Linked DNA regions of Zea mays: region 1 is linked to region 2. The links are chromatin contacts, called in public Hi-C maps. All regions are on one chromosome and are shown on one strand. Each heading gives the region's core, a stretch centred on a gene start, on an enhancer-like site or on the middle of the called end of the contact. The rest is flanking DNA. Distances are from core to core; before and after follow the strand shown. Region 1 holds the start of LOC100280694 (pyrophosphate--fructose 6-phosphate 1-phosphotransferase). Region 2 holds the start of LOC100275567.

The links. A called contact is a pair of places that touch in the nucleus more often than the background predicts.
Region 1: a Hi-C map of endosperm shows a contact between it and region 2, with 4 times the contacts expected there. The contact joins the promoter of LOC100280694 here to the promoter of LOC100275567 in region 2. A contact is called at or near these places in 6 of 25 Hi-C or Micro-C datasets (bundle sheath, ear, endosperm and 2 more).

What each region holds. Positions count from the first base shown.
Region 1 is chr1:248,595,249-248,600,001 of Zm-B73-REFERENCE-NAM-5.0, forward strand. LOC100280694 (pyrophosphate--fructose 6-phosphate 1-phosphotransferase) reads left to right here and starts at 2,697. Exons shown (of 14, transcript NM_001153613.2): 1 at 2,697-3,026; 2 at 3,470-3,798; 3 at 3,925-4,006; 4 at 4,398-4,471; 5 at 4,552-4,663. The coding sequence starts at 3,503.
Region 2 is chr1:248,388,484-248,393,453 of Zm-B73-REFERENCE-NAM-5.0, forward strand. LOC100275567 reads left to right here and starts at 3,229. Exons shown (of 2, transcript NM_001371655.1): 1 at 3,229-3,541; 2 at 3,772-4,970. The coding sequence starts at 3,434.

The DNA.
Region 1 (4,753 bases), core at 1,447-3,946, 210 kb after region 2:
TCCTAAACCGCCCTCGCACCACCCGCGCATTGTTGTGGACTCCGCACCCATGACGCCTGCCAAGGCCGCACCCATCCCCACCCCGACCCCTTTCTAGCTGCCCAATGCCCCACTTGCTCTCCTTCCCCCACACTCATGCACTCGCAGCCCTCAACACTCGCCTCGCACCACGCGCACACCTAGGGAGCTCTGCCGCCATTCGCCGTGGTCTTGTGCCCGTTCTGCGGTCGCCGTCGAGCCCTCACCGTGTCTGTTGCCTCGGTGAGCTTCGCCTCGTCACCTATGACCCGGGACACCCCTCGGTTCGCTCCCTCCCCCTCTATTTCTTTCGGTCCACGCTCACAAATTCTCTCTCTGCCTCGTCGTCGTCGACCCGTGTCCTCGCCATGCCCCGGACACCGTTCGTGAGCCCCTGAGCCTTCTCTCAAGGTAACTGATCTAACCCTACCCCTAATTTCCCCTGGTATGCTCCTAGTCGCACGCGATTGCTCGCCGGAGTATCCCCTAGTCCGCTGATGACTCCCCCTCCACCGTCTGGTCGCCTCAGCCCTATTCCTGCAATCCTGACCCTATTGAACAGAACTTGGAACCTATTAATTACCAGTAGTATGCACTTACCACTACACCAAACATGTTTTTTAGTATGGCTCTAGCCATAGTAAGCTATAATGGGTGTTCCGCCACTAACGACTAGCCAAGCCAAGAAGTGTGGTCACAAATTTATCTTTGTAGAAAAAAATAAGCATGGAAAAAGCATATTACATTTGAGTAGCTACCAATTGTGAGTGTATTTTCTCCCTCCACTGTTGAGAGTTTTATATAGTTTCAGTCAAAAGGTTTATATAGTTGTTTTCGAAATTGTCATATAATATAGAATAAATTCAAATGAAACATCTATTTTTAACAGAAATTTTTATTATGTGATTTAATAGTCTTAATTTTATAACTCATAGAGAGTTGTTAATCGTGGCAAGAGGGTTTATTTACAAACGGTTTTGAAAGTGTATTGGAGATATCAGTGTAGATGATCACCGTCTTACCAGCCTCTATCACATACTATAGATAAGTGGTCAAACTGAGACGTCTAAGAGCAACTCCAAGAGACTAGATATATGGTTTTGTAAAGTTAAATTTAGCTAATATTAAAAAAAAATTATATCCAATAGACTTGTAAACGACACTTCAAATTTAGTGGTTCTCTATTTCTCTATTTTCGCTCTCCAATTTTGGATACCCTGCTTCACTCTCTACTCAGTCCGTAGATTTACCGAGTCTGTTAGATTAGCATATACTTTTTCTCTAAAATCTATTTTAGAGAGTAGCTAAATCAGTAAATTTGGCTAGTCTTTTTAGCTAACTTTTTGAAGTTGCTCTAAAGAAATCAAAATATTCTGTAAAAGACGACCACAACTCTAAGAAAAGTGGATCGGATATCCAAGCTAGCCGTTGCAGTCTTAGCTTAACGCACAACATACAAAACTTCAATTAGCATGATGACACCATACTCAATTGCATGACACTGTATCTTCTCAGCAATGTCCATTCCGTCAAAAACCGCGTGGCAACGCTATTCTCAGCAGCATGGACTCATGAGGGATGGATTGACTCGGGTGCTGCAATCCAAATATCTCTATATCTACTTCTATATGAGTTTCTCCATACGTCACCTCCTCTCCTGGCTCTCCACAGCCAGATGGGTATATGAGAGCACATACATTTAAATGGTAAAATAAGGCGTGTATGTTTTTATAAAAGTCAACGTTTTAAAACTTTGATCAACAATTCAACAAAAAAACATATATTTCTAGTGTATGCATGTTACATATTTAAATTTGTATTAAAAATATTTTAATATGATGCTCAATTTGTATTTGTTGATGTTATATTTAAAAAGAATTAATGGTCAAAGTTCCAATCTAAAAGATTTCTCAAAAAAAATATGTCTTATTTTATAGGATAAAGGAATATTTTTTATAAAATAGAGGAAAAATAAACCAAGTCATGTTTGGCTTAGCTCATCGTGTCACACCTTAGTCCTACGCACGACATGGTGATCAGGCCACGCTGAATCGTTTTTGGGCCAGGCTAAATCGTGGTAGGTCACGTGAGGACCTGCCGCTACTATTCTCGTAAGCCGGCTGGGATTTTCAACTGCTTACCCTAGTGGCGATAAGGCGGAGAGGGGACAAGGAAGGGGCAACATTCATTAGGGATTGTTGCTGCATGAGTCACCTCACGGGAAACGACGCAAGTATTAGAATTATGGTTTCTCATTCGTCATATAAAATATATTTTAATGAACAATTCAAACAAAGCATAAATTATTATAAAAGTTTGAAACAAAGCACAAATTATTATAAAAGTTTGGAACGTGTTTAAACAACTATTAAATTTAAATAAGATCTATGTGATATATAAAAAACTGTAGTAATGTAAGAGCACTTAACTAGTAGGCTTTAATTAGTTTTTGAGATTTGAGTTATGCATTTTTAGAATGGATAGATTATTATAGTTATGAACGGGATACCCGTGAAAAACTCGGCCCTTCCGATGGCCGGACTGCATCAACACACCGGTCCAACGGACGACCACATGAATTGGACCAAAGAAAGAAAAAAAAAAGTGGCCGAAAAGGAGACCCCGTGCCGTGCGTGGACATGGCGCCTGGCGGAAACACATGAGCCGCATGGCAGTCAGCGCCCCGACTTTTCCGCCTTCCTTGCACCACCCCGTCATATCTCGGCAACAATTTCTCGGCGCCAACCGGCCGATCCATCCTCGTCGTAAGTCTGCGCTTTCATCCCTTATTGTTCCAGGAACAAACAAAATCTACAGGTTTCCAAGACACCAGGACGGAGACATCGAGGAGGCGGCGGAGACGCCGCCGCGTCCTTCCGCTTCTGAGCCGTATAACAACAAACCCCTCGGCCCCGTCCCCTCTGTCCATCGATCACCTTGACCACGTGCCTGTGCCGCAGGCCGCAGCCAGGCATCTCCGGCGAATCTGGTTTGAGGCGCGGAGAGAGGTGAGTTTCCTGATCAGTGGTGCTCTTACCCGTTCTGTCCGGTTCGATTTGCTGATGCGGCCGGCTGGTTTGATCGTTTTTGGGTGCGATTGTTGTGATTGTTTTGTGAGCTTGCGGCAGGCAATGACACTGATTGTAGAATTTTGTTCTATTGGTTGGCCCTTCTATTGGGAAGGGGATCGATCCCTATTTTTTTCCCTTGCCTTTTCTCTCTGCAAAAGAGAGGTGGCTTTGGTCTGCCGTATCATGATTTCCCCCCACTGCGGTCTAGTATGCAAATGGAAAATTGTACACCTTTAGTCGCAGTCTCCAATATTGTTGGATGCTCGTATCATCGGCCTTTTTAACAGTACAAGCTAACTTTGTTCTATGTAGTGTAAGACAGTAGGAATACCTCTGTCCCATACTGATAGGCTGATAGCTAGCTGGAACCTATTCCACAGGATATTTGCATGCGGGACTGATCAATCAAAGCAATGGCAGTAGCGCCCATGGACTGCGGTGCTGGTTCGATTAGTCTAGGCCACAAGGTTTTATGCCGTTTCGGAGTACCCAACAGCAGTAGATTGCGATGGGTGGGATATGACAGGAAACAAAGGACAGATCAGTTGATTGCTAGAGCCGTATCCGTGGATCGGACACAACTAGACTTCTCGAATCCGGACTGGAAGACGCAGTTTCAAGAGGATTTCGATAAGCGCTTCAGCTTGCCACACTTGACAGATGTAATTGATGTGGAACCGAGGCCAACTACTTTTTCTCTCAAGAGCAGGTGACATATTTCCTCTGCTTTTCCTTATGATTGGTCTCATGCTAATCCTAATTTATATCATTTGTGACCAAAATTTCTATTAGAATTTGTCTAATGTGTGTAATATTGTTACTGTGTCTACAACAGAGCCCCTCTTGAGAACGCGAATGGTACCATGCAAGGATCATGGAACGGCTATGTCAATGATGATGACAGAGCACTTTTGAAGGTATGCGTTTAGCATTGAATTATATATTTACCGAGACATCCTTCGTGTCCACAAGAAAATTCTTTCTACATTGAGTTATATATAGCACAACATTCTTTTTATATAATTGTTTCACTTGGGAGATAAATATACGGTGAATATATATTTATGACTTGATCTTCAAGTGTTTTGATCTCTATGTAAAAAACACAGAAAAAGATGATTTTTGGCCATGTTGGATCAATCTTGCTGAGTGATGCTTGTGATACTACTTAACGTGAACGGCTTCTCAATAGAAAAAGGCCATTTTCAGTTTATAGGAAATAGTCAAGTGTGCAAGCTCACTTGTTTAGTCTGCTAAACAACAATTGGTGGATTAGAAATTACCCTTACAAACTTATTGCTTCTTCAGGTTATTAAGTTTGCCTCACCAACTTCTGCTGGAGCTGACTGCATTGACCCTGATTGTAGCTGGGTTGAACAATGGTGGTGCCACTGCATGAATTCAAATTTTGTAGTATAGAAATCATTTTGATTTCCCTAACCTAACTGATTATCATTTCCAGGGTGCACCGTGCTGGTCCACGCAAACAAATATATTTTGAGCCTCAATATGTGAAGGCTGGGATTGTGTCGTGTGGTGGGCTCTGCCCAGGTCTCAATGATGTCATTCGGCAGGTAGGTTAGAACTGGTGTGGAACTTGTATTGTTTAGAACCCAATTTCTTAAAATTGCATTTAGAGAACAACATTCTAAGCTTTGAATTTG
Region 2 (4,970 bases), core at 1,979-4,478:
CATGACATCTTTAGCAAGGAGAGAAATAATATGAAAGGTAAGTTTATGTTCATGCCACCAACTCAAGATGTTGAAGTCTTCATTGAAATGTGAGACAATATCATTGTCCAGATATGAAGATAACACTGAGATAGAGGCTGCAGTTGCAAAGGTAGCAGAAGAGGGAGCAATATTACCTGATCCTGATCTTACACCATATTGGGAAGCATATGACTCAACATCAAAATCATCATCACCATAGATGTCATCCCAAGCCATTTTATTCTTACCTTGATTAGCACTGGACATATGGTGTTGTGCCTGCAAAAGCACATCACCAAACTTTGATTCATACAACTAAAAAGTATTGGTTAACTGAGATCTCACCTTTTGTGGAAGCCTACAGTAGTATGTACCAGTTAGTGCAGACAAACGAAGAAGGATTTTATGGAAACCTCTCATTTTGGCCCTAGGATCTAGAATGAAAGCAAAGGCATACAACAAGGGTATTTGTCTCCAGTATTTTAAAAATTTATCTTTCATAGGAATTACAGCTTGTCTTAGCAGTTCATCATTTTCATAAGTGTTGAGATGTCTAGCAATCTTTAAAATTTTATGCAACATTAAAGGTGAAGTAAGGTAATAAACACAGATAGTGCAACAGTAGAATCATAGAATAACTGTAGAAAAGATAACACTTTATCTACAACAGTCCAATGATTAGTAGTGAGTAAAGAAGGACTGCCATCTTGCAAAGGATATTGGGTTTGGATAAAGACAGAAAAAGTGCTTCTATGTGGAACAAGGTGCTTAAGCATGAAAAATGTTGAATTCCATCTAACATTAGTATCAACACCAAACTTTTTAGGTGTAACACCCATACTGAGACAATAGCTCTTATAAGCACCAATTCTTTGGTTTGAAGAGTTTAAAAAATTGATAGCTTTTCTAAAATCATCAAGATAAGGCTTTAAGATTGTTAAACAAGACTTGTCAATCAAGTTAATTATGTGGCAAGCACAATGCTGATGTAAAAAAATTGTAGACAAATCATGAGGATCATCAGAATCATAAGCACTTTCATCAAATGGTTCAGGAAAAACAAGGCCAAGGTAACCAGAAAACAATGGTTTCAGAAAGGACATAGCAGTTATATTTGATGAAGCATTTTAAGGAGTTATAGCAAAAAATTATTGTTCAAGCAATACTCATCAACCACTATTGCAATATGTTCAACAATATTTCTACCAGTATGTGATTCATCAATTAACCTAAGACCAATCAATCTCTTTTCTAACTCCCAATTGGAATTAACAAAATGAGCAACTACAGATAGATAACCCTCTTTAGCCTTACCATTCCAAATGTAAGATGTAAGAGCAACAAATAAAATAGAGGTTTTAAAAGTTTCGATCAATTTAACCACACGCTCATTATATAAGCTTCACCATGTCTCTAGCAGTGGTTTGTCTAGAACATTTGATAAATTTAGGATTATGGGCATTAGTAATGTACTCCTGAAAAGCATCATACGCTCCAAACCATAGAGGTAGGTCCTCTTTAGCTATTAACCAAAAGTTCATTCCTTGCAACAGAAGGAGAATACTCCCAATGTTTCAAGGATCCATCAGAATTGTACTTAAGCAAGAATTGAACTATACCCACACACTATTGTTCTTTCTTAGCAGAGCAGTTATGACGAAGCAGGTGACCAGTTCCAGAACTAGATTTACCACTTAAAGTAACCTTACAGTACCTGCAAACATCGCCATACCTTACCCTCTTACCATTGACGATGTGGGTCAGTTCATCAAAGTCGTTCCACACTTTAGATCTGGGAGGATGCTTACTAGAACTTGTGGTAGCAGTGCTTGTGCCGGTCGGTGTCCTGTGGTTGTCTGACCACCGACACAAGGAAGAGGGGGGCATCATCGATGTTGATGGCAGCACTGCCACCAAACAAGGCCAGAGCATCCTCTTATTCGTTATGGTCTTTGAGCCGGTACTCCTCCTCCACAACGGCCGGATCAATATCATCGTCCATGCCATAGAAAGCTAGACCAGCGAAACCCCCACTGTCTGTCCAGCTCCTCTTCAGCGACTTTGGTCCCTCGACGTCTAAGCGGCACCTTCACAAGAATGATACCTACAAAGAACAAGAAGATCTGGAAAAGAACAACAATGCGAGGAGGAGGAGGAGCACGATACAAAGAGTAAGAACTCACCTATGTAGCAGGAGCACTTGAGACGCCCGAGTGGTTGCGAGCACCACCGCGAGGAGGAGGAGCACCGTCGTTGGGCTAAGAGGAAGCTAGGATGGGGATTAGGGTTCGGGATGTGAGAGTATGGAAGGGGATGAGAGGAGATGAGGGGAAAGAGAGGAGATTCGATATTATAGATGTCCAAACAAGCAGTCGCTGGCAACCATCACGCGTCGGTCGTCGCCGTCGTCGGGCAGTTGAGCCTGGAGAGGCGATTTCACCGTCCGCCAGAAGAGGAGGGAGAGGGATTTAGGGTTTCCACAACGGATGCAATGAGGGAGTATGGGGGTGTCGGGGGAGTCGGGTGTGGACTGTGCCGCGTATATGCAGAGGGGGAGCAGGGGAGTCGGGATGGCTTTCGTGCCACTTGTTATCCCGTGTCGAGCCGGGCCGAGCATGGCGTGCCGACCCGGGCCGAGCACGGCGTGCCGACCATGGAGCCCAAACACAGCACGGTCGCCGTGCCGGCCGGCCCGAGCCCAATGTCCACTGTGTCGGGCCGATTTCGTGCTGGGCTAAAATAGTGTCGGGCTTCGAACCAAACAGGTGGAACCAAACAGGTGGCACCCGTGAACCAAACAGGTGGCATCACTATCCGTGAGCAATCTAACGAGGCCACTAATTTTTCACTCACCGCCTCCAGCTCCCATAGCATTACAACTGCTATAACATATATACAACCTAGGGGGAGCTTTAGCGAAACCGCTGCCTACACTACACACGTCCTCGCTCTGCAGTGCACGTTGTGTTGTGGTTGTGGGCAGAAAAAGAAAAGAGAAAGAGGAAACGATCGTGGCAGCGTGGGAAGGCACAGCCAGGTGTCCGACGACGGCGACGCGCGGGGCGAAAAAGGCGAAGGGCGAGCGAGGAGGAGAATCAAATAACGCAGCCCGGAGGCCACAAGACGAGCTTGTGGCTGTGCGCCCCTCGCCGTGGCCCCCACCCACCTTCTTCCCCTCTTATACCCTCCCCTGCCGCCCACGGCCAGGCCAGAGCAGATATCATCCGTTCGTTTGTTTGCCCTTTTTTGCCGGCCTCCTCGTCTCTTCCGGTTCCGGCTACAAGTGAAGTGAGCTCGGCCGTCTGTTGCCTAGCGTGCTGCTTCGTTCGTCGTTGGCTTGCAGCAGCTTGCCGAAGAGAAGAAAGCAGCAGGCCCGGAGCTTTCTGTTTGTTTGGATCCGAGTGAGAAGAAGATGGTGGCCGAGTGCCACGGAGGAGGAGGAGCAGCAGCAGGAGGAGGGGACTTTCTCATCAAGCTCTTCGGGATGACCATCCCCGTGCCGGAGTGCGGCGACGCCAAGGTTGGACGATTTTATACATAAATAATCTTGTTTGCTGTGTTAATTAATTGTTTTCCTGCTGTCTTCAGTTCATTTAATTAATTGTTTTACTTCTCTTGTTTATGATACAACACAACCGGTAGATCTGTAGCCTTGTGTGCAATTAAGGCGTATGAAATCCCAAATTTTACAACTGTTTTCCGACATGTACGTACGGGAGCTGATCAAATGAAATTTTATCTTTCTACTAGGATCTTCAGCAGAGCAAGAGCAACAGGTGGACCGAGCAGGATCAGGATTCCCATGGCCTGGAGACCGCGCCCGCGCCCGCGCACACGGACACCTCCGACCCGTCCCCGCAGCCGGAGGTCGTGGACGCCGAGGACCCCACGGAGACGCAACAGAGGCCCTGCAACGGCGACGGCGACGGCGATGCTGCCGGCCAGAGGGAGAAGCTGAAGAAGCCCGACAAGGTGCTGCCGTGCCCGCGCTGCAACAGCATGGACACCAAGTTCTGCTACTTCAACAACTACAACGTCAACCAGCCGCGCCACTTCTGCAAGAACTGCCAGCGGTACTGGACGGCCGGTGGCGCCATGCGCAACGTGCCCGTGGGGGCCGGCCGCCGCAAGAACAAGAACGCCGCCGCCTCGCACTTCTTCCAGAGGGTCCGGGCGACCAACGCCACGGTGCTCAGCTTCGGGGGCCATGGCGGCGCGCCTCCTGCTGCCCGCTTGGACCTGGACCTCGCCGAGCAGCTGAGCCACCAGCTGGCCCCGGTCAGGAGCGCCGGCGACGCGGGCCGCCCTTGCAGCGAAGGATCGAGCAGCAGGGACGGCAACGGCAGCAGGTCTTCTGTAGACGAAGCTGCAGCAAACGCAGACGACGGGTCAGTGCAGCAGCACCCAGGCCCAGCAAGCATGAACAGCAGCGGGGCAACCGTGTGGCCGCCGTACAGCTGCGCCCCAGCTCCGGCGGCGTACTTCCCCCAGGGCATCGCGATTCCGATCTACCCGGCCGCACCGGCCTACTGGGGCTGCATGGTTCCCGGAGCTTGGAGCCTGCCATGGCCGGTGCAGCACCCGTCGTCGTCGTCGTCGCCCACCACCACCAGTGCTCCTTCAGTCGTCTCGTCATCCGGGGCAGCTGACGACTCATCATCCCACGCGCTGGGCAAGCGCCCCCGGGACCGGGAGGGTGACGATGGGAGAAACGGCGGCAACGCCAAGGTGTGGGCGCCCAAGAGCATCCGGATAGACGACGTGGACGAGGTGGCCAGGAGCTCAATCTGGTCCCTCGTCGGGATCAAAGGCGACCAGACGAAGCAGCAGGACGCAGCAGACGACCACGCCGGTGGGCACAGCAAGCAGCTCGGGACGGTGTTCGAGCCCAAGCGCGGCGAGGCCACCAAGAAGGCCATGATGACAAGCTCGCCGCTCCTTCACGCGAA